Regions from separate parts of the Mus musculus genome. Here region 1 is linked to region 2. Evidence: chromatin contacts called from public promoter capture Hi-C data. All regions are on one chromosome and are shown on one strand. Each heading gives the region's core, a stretch centred on a gene start, on an enhancer-like site or on the middle of the called end of the contact. The rest is flanking DNA. Distances are from core to core; before and after follow the strand shown. Region 1 holds the start of Gstt3 (glutathione S-transferase, theta 3). Region 2 holds the start of Adora2a (adenosine A2a receptor).

What was found. Promoter capture Hi-C pulls out the DNA fragments that hold promoters and counts their contacts.
Region 1: a promoter capture Hi-C map of second pharyngeal arch cranial neural crest shows a contact between it and region 2. The contact joins the promoter of Gstt3 here to the promoter of Adora2a in region 2. A contact is called at or near these places in 3 of 39 promoter capture datasets (cranial neural crest, neutrophils and second pharyngeal arch cranial neural crest) and 3 of 115 datasets of contacts at active chromatin or transcription factors (bone marrow-derived macrophages, memory CD8 T cells and pancreatic cancer cells).

The regions. Positions count from the first base shown.
Region 1 is chr10:75,779,864-75,783,027 of GRCm38.p6, forward strand. Gstt3 (glutathione S-transferase, theta 3) reads right to left here and starts at 1,551. Exons shown (of 5, transcript NM_133994.3): 1 at 984-1,551. The coding sequence starts at 1,095.
Region 2 is chr10:75,314,666-75,318,337 of GRCm38.p6, forward strand. It overlaps Adora2a (adenosine A2a receptor), which reads left to right and starts at 2,212. Exons shown (of 3, transcript NM_009630.3): 1 at 2,212-2,482.

The DNA of each region.
Region 1 (3,164 bases), core at 301-2,800, 460 kb after region 2:
TTTTCCAACTCAAGGCAGAGTGGCCCCTCCCACTGTCCTTTCACTCAACCCTCAAGCTGATTGGCAACTTTTATAGAGTTAACATCTAGAAGCAGGTGTGTTTGTGTGTGATCTGGGGGAGGAGGGGAGGAGAGGGGGGGTGAAGCGGGTCTGGCAAGCCTGTAATTCAGCTTCTTGGGAAACTCAACCAGTTCAATGTTTCACTGGGCTAACTGAGAGCGCAACACCGGGACTCACTTGCACCCCTCGCCTGACTGCCAACGGCTGCATAAGTTCAGCAGGCTGCAGACTTCCGGGCCAGCCAGCAAAGCCCACCTTTAAGCACCTGCATGGTATGAAGTTGTAAGAGGATGCTGTTGTTCTTACTGCGACTCTTTCTCAAAATGACAAGTAGAAAGAGCTTTGGGAGCATGGCTCGGTGGTGGCATATATAATAGATATCCTGGTTCGGTCCCCAGTAAAATACACACACACACACACACACACACACACACACACACACACACACAACTAATGGCACGCAAGCCTGGACACTGGAGGGGACTTGCTCTGGTGGACAGGAAACACACAAGAGTCTTGAGTGAAAGATCACCCACCCAAGCAAAACAACCCTTTTCTAGCCCAGCATGCAGAAATGCAAGACGAGGTTCCCTCATTTAGGAAAGGAGTTAGTTCAACTTTTTTTTTTCTCTCCAAAGTCTTTAAGAAGGATCACCATTCTTAAATCTCCAAAGGTGAGATTTTCAAGCCCAGCTCCCCTCCTCTCGCCGTAGCTTCCAGGGCGCCTTTGCATCCGGTATTGGGACTGATGTTATTCACTAGGAAAAGGTCCTTTAAAAATTCACAGCTGATAACTGATACAACTGCTTTCTCACGGGAGCGGCTTTTGCACACCTGGCCTGGCCAGTCACCCACCCGCTGCAGAGGTGGGAGGTGCTCCGTACAGAAGGCTGCACACTTCCCAGCCTGCCAACTGAGCCCACCTTTAAGCAGCTCTATGGTACGCAGCTGGAAGGGGATGCCGTTCTTCTTGGCGAAGATGTAGACAGCACGGCAGGGTTGGGACATCAGGTCCAGGTAGAGCTCCAGACCCATGGCGGAGGCTGTGGGAGTAGCCGCTGGCAGACCTCGGGAACTAGCCTCGGGTGAACTGCCTCTGGGGACAGAAGCCGGAGCAGCCGCAACGGCGAGCAGGAACGGCTGGGTCCCAGCTCCTCAAGTGCCTCTTAGCCTCGATCGGAGCTCGATCCCAATCTTCCTTCCCATTGGATGACCACAAGAACTTTGGGCCAATCAGTGCCGGACTGCAAGTTAACCCCCGAAACAGATGAACCTGAACTATGAGCCCGAGTCTTGGTTTGGAGCCAAACTGGCCCCTGTACCTCCGTGCTTCAGCCAAATGAGGAACGGAACCCAGTAAAGGAAAAACTGACACAACCGGCGTCTCTATTGGTGAATTTAGGGGCAGATTAGCCGTGCTAACTGCCCTCAAATTCACTTTCTTTCCCTCCACTCACAAAAAAGGTTGAGGGAGGAGTGGCTTCGGAGATCCTTGACACAGAAAGGAAGAAGGAAGTGAGACTACCAATCCCATCCAGTTCCTTGGGCCCAGGACTCAGGTTGGTTGTAATGAGTGGCCAAGTATGTAAATGCTAGGTCCACACCCCGTGAGGGAAATGATCAGGCCTCCTTATTCTTATTTATTTCACCCCAGCTAATCCCTCTAGCAGGAGGGAGGATTGAAGACATGCCTAGGATTGGATAAAACTTCTCCGCCTAATGCAAAAAAAAAAAAAAAAAAAGAAAAAGAAAAAGAAAAAAAAGAAAAGGAATCTTCAGTGGCAGCCAGGGGCACCTAAGTCCTATATGACATCATCATTTCCCCAAATCTCCAAATGATGGGGGAAAACCAACTAACCACCACCACCACCAACAACAACAACAACTACAACAACAACAACTACTACTACTACAAGGGCTGGAGAGATGGCTCAGCAGTTAAGAGCATTGACTGCTCCTCCAGAGGTCCTGAACCATCTGTAATGGGATCTGACATCCTCTGCCAGTGTGTCTGAAGAGAGTGACAATGTATTCATAGACATAAACAAATAATTCTTTAAAAAAAAAAGTGTCTTGGCACCACAGATTATTGGGAAACTTGAGAATGGCTTTGTCTTCCTGGTTCCAGACATTTTTTTTTTAATTCTTTAATTCCTTTTTACAGTTCAGTCTTCATCCCCCTCCAGGTCACTACCACCACCCCCATCTCCTGTCTCCTCTACCCCTCCTCTCCAAGAGGATGTCCCCACCCCACCCCCACCTCACCAGACCTCCTCACTCCCTGGGGCCTCAAGTCTCTCACTGAGGCCAGACCAGGCATTCCTCTGTTGTATATGTGTCAGGGGCCTCGAACCAGCTAGTGTATGCTGCCTGGTTGGTGGCTCAGTGTCTGAGAGATCTCAGAGGTCCAGGTCAGTTGAGACTGCCAGTCTTCCCATGGGGCTGCCCCTCCTCCTTAGCTTCTTCCAGCTTTTCCCCAATTCACAGGGGGGCCGAAGCTTCTGTCCATTGGTTGGGTGCTTGTGTCTGCATCTGACTTTCAGCTGCTTGTCGGGCCTCTCAGAGGGCAGTCATGCTAGGCTCCTGTCTGTAAGCACACCATAGCATCAGTAATAATGTCAGGCCCTGGGGCCTCTCCTTGAGCTGGATCCCAAGTTGGGCCTGTCACTGGACACCCTTTCTCTCAGGCTCTTCTCCATTTTTGTCCCTGCAGTTCCTTCAGACTGCAAGAATTCTGAGTCAGAACTTTTGACTGGGATGGGAATCCCATCCCTCCACTTAATGTCCTGTCCTGACTACAAGCTTCCCTCCCCACTGTAGAGCCCTTCATCCAAAGTCTCTCCCTTTTGAGTCCTGAGAGTCTCTCACCTCCCAGGTCCCCAGTTCATTCTAGAGTGTTCCCCCCACTTCCTACCTCCCGACCAGACGTTCTCTCTAAGGAATACCTATCCCCCTCGTTTAGTGTCTGTTTGCCATAGTGGAAGCTGACCTCTCTAAACTGGAAGGGAGAGGCCCCTTCATTTCCCCACCTCTTCCCTTTGGTGTGTAACGGGTCTCCACAAGTCACCTTTGTTTACCTCTCCCCGTCCCCACTCCCAACTACA
Region 2 (3,672 bases), core at 962-3,461:
GAAGAAGACTGAACACTTGGGGTGGCCTGAGGTTCTTGGGGGACTTGGCCCAGGGCCCACTAGGTCTATGGTCCTAGTCTTGTCGTGTCTTGTTCCCTGATGTGGCTCAGCTGGCCCTAGAGCAAACAATGAGGGCCAGAGGCCACACAGGTGCATCCTGGGCAGGAACAAAGGGCTGAGGGTAGGGTGGGGGAGTAGTCTGAGAGTGGAATTCTGGAACTTGACAGAGCCCAGCTGGCCCCATGATTAGGGCTGAGGAGTTGGGACCTGGACATACAGAAGGGTGGGCAGCTGTAACCTTCAGGGACTGCCTTGAGGCTATACTGACAAACCAAAACCCAGAGCTAGAAACCAGGCTTCTGGGGGCTACATGTACTGTCAAGGGGCAGGGCGGTTCCTGTTTGGTCTCAACACATATAACTGGGGAGGGAGTCAGGCCAAGACCAATGTGAACTTTTATTGGCTTGGAAAGCCTGAGCCATCTTCTTGTGGCTCTACACAGTGTCATGACATGGAGCTGAAGCCAAGCAGGCTTTGACTGTCACGGCCATAGGACACAGTTTCTGTGGTGAGATGGTACCCATCAGAACCTAAGGGTGAACTGGCCACTGGCTTTGTTTTCCTGAGGACCAGTATTGGAAAGGAGGCCTTACTCCGTGGGCCAGGCATCACCCTCTGGCCCCGTGCTTCTCAAACTTCCTAATGCTGCAAACATTTAATAGAGTTCCTCGTGTTGTAGTGACACCCAACCACAAAATTCTCTTCTCTCTCTCTCTCTCTCTCTCTCTCTCTCTCTCCCTCCCTCCCTCTCCCTCTCTCCCTTTTCCTCTCTCCCTCTCTCCCTCTCTCTCTTTCTTCCCTGCTTTGTAACAGTAATTTCCTGCTAGTATAAATCATAATATAAGTATTTTTGGAGATACAGGTTTGCCAAAGGGATTGTGACTCACAGGTTGAGAACCACTGCTCTAGGAGGGTCCCCCTGGAGAAAGGTGCTGGGCCCTGGAATTGGAATGGTTGAGAGAGAGGAGGGATCCCCAGAACTGGCCAAGAGTTGGTCTCTACTTCATGAGTCCCCATATCCCCTTCAATGGGGCATTTTTAAGATAGTCATCCCAGGACACGAGTCTTGACAGGAATGGGCAGGATAGTATTGCTCCCCCAAGAGAACTCAGGAACAAACACGCAGAGTCCAGTTTGAGAATAGACCCTAGCTTGATCGTGTCTCATCCTTACCCCTGCAAGGCACATGGCGACGCACGCCAGTGTCAGGGCAGCCCTTGGCACTGGTCCTGCTTGGTGATGGTTTTAGGCTTCTTAACTGAAGCTGAGATGGCAGTGCTCCAGTCTTCTGTGCTCCCTCCAGAGGATCTCAGGTTTAAAGCAAATTGCACGAAGGTCCCTACTCTAACCAGATCTGTAGACACAGGCACACCCTCTACCCCACAGATGCTGTAACACTGCGAGGGTGGGCTCATCAAATGGAAATAAAAGGTCAGACTTTGGAAGAATGAGCCTGAGAGATGGGGTGGGGGGCGTCCAAGTCAAGTCCTGGTAGATGACAATCACCATTTCAAAGGCAGACATTGGCACCTGCACTCACTATGTGCCTACTTCTGAAGAGATATTCCTTCCCATCCTGACTGCAGCCCCCCGGGGGTCTAGCCTGGCTCTCAGCAAGCCTCCCCTCATACTTTCCTCTAACCAGACAGCCTGTGGGTTGCAAAGGTTCTAGAAGACAAGGTTCCAGAAAGGCTGTGGCCTTGTGTGAAGGGCTTGCCCTGTTGTGAACAGATTGAGATTTGCAAATCCTTCCAGAAAGACAAGATTCCACTTTGGGTCCAGCTGCCTCCAGTCGTGAGAGGAGGAGATTCCCAGCCCAGAAGTCTGAGAGTCCTAGTTAGGCTGTGGTGCAGATGCACTCCCTCCTTGCTCAGTAGTTCAGAGAAGTAAAGATGTGGGGGAGGAGTCACGGTTCACAGGCATCAGAGATGTAAGAACTGTAAAGGACCAACCCCCCTCCGCCCCCAGCCCCGGCCTAGGGTCGGGTGTGAAGCAGCTTGGGTCATAACAGCATCAGGGCAGCTTAGCTCCGATAAAGGGCAAAACTGGGAGGACCAGAGTGGCATAGACAGCCTAATGCCTTGTGGAGGAGCCACCGGAGAGGGGTGGGGCGCCAAGGCTTCATGGGTGGGGGCACTCGGGTGGGGGTGGGAGTGGCGCTGGAGGAGGCGGTCAGGACGCGTGGACCTGAAGCGCCCACGTTGGGGCGAAGGGTGCTTTGCTGCCGGACCCATCACCACCTCGCCCTTCCAGAGACAGTTTCCCCTGGTTCCCGCCTCGAGGCCTCGGTTTCCCCCAGCAGCGGGGCGGGGCGGGAGCAGCGCTGGTTTCGAAGTCGCCTGCAGGGTGCGCCCATGAGCGGCGCGGCCGGAGCTGGAGCCCGAGCGGTCGCTGAGACGGTGGGAGCCAGAGCAAGAGGCAGGTCAGCGGGGGTCCTGGGTCCCGGGGACCCTGGGGGTTTTCGGGTGGGCATCTTGGCGGTTGTGGCCGTCGGAGGCTGCGGAGCCTGGAGGTCTGAGCGAACCAGGGTCCTCCCGCCCCTCGGAGCGCCCGCCGCTCCCTCCGACCCTTCTTCCTTCCTGCTGTCGGGAGGGGAGTTCGCGGGTGCCGAGGTCCGAGCCTGCCCTGGCCACTTCGGGAGCGGTAGCAGCCCGGGTCCTCGGCGCGGTCACATCTCAAGTGTGGTGCCATCGGGGCGGTCCTCGGCGACCGGAAAGTGCTCAAGGGCAGCTAGGGAGGAAGGGGCTCGAGTAAGGCAGGGTAGCGGGATGCCTTACAGTCGTCTAGACCCGCCGGCGACACGAGCTGCTACAGCCGTCGATTTGTCGCCGCGCGGAGGGGACTGAACCTGCAAGCACACAAGTCCCTTTAGGGCGCGTCCCTACCAAAGCTAGGCTGCGGACGTCGAGGCGCGGCCGGAGGTAGGCGGGTCAGACTCTCGGGTTGGGGGTTCAAGCGGGCACCGGCTGCTTCGGGGAAGGCACGGCAAGAGCAGGGGAGTTTGGAACCCGGGGGAGGGGAGCATCCTGTTGACTGTGGTGGCGGGAACTTAGGGCACTGCGGAGAGTCCAGTGGACAACAGGGTGGGTGCCTGGGGGTGCCCAAAGCAGGGGTGCAAATGGCGGGAACGGTAACAACTCTCAAGGGTTTGGCAGAGGATGGGCACTGCCTTTGGAACCTTTAGACTAATCTTGCCCGCCCATGTAATGGGAGGAGCAGGAATTCACAGTGGACCAGAGAGACAGATGCAGCAGCCAGACAATCGCCAGGACTCCTTCTCCCCAGAATGGCTCAGGAGGGATTTGAATCCCTCTCCTTACCCAACCATAGACTGCACTTTGCCTCCCTGAGATGAGAGCCTGTTCTCTGTCCTTCTACCTGGGACTCTGTGCTGGTTGCCCGATCTCTGCCTCTACTGCCCAGCTCCTCCTCTACTCCCAGACCTCGTGGGCTTTCAGGAGGTTGCTCACAACCAACCAAGGATGTCCTAGGTGCCAGGACCCTTAAGACGATGATGGAGAGCTTTTCTGGGACAGGGAGTTAGGAAGGCTCTGCCTGTTTGGTTTTGTAGTCGCTGCTCAAAGATCGGTGGGTCCCTGAGTATGGTATCAA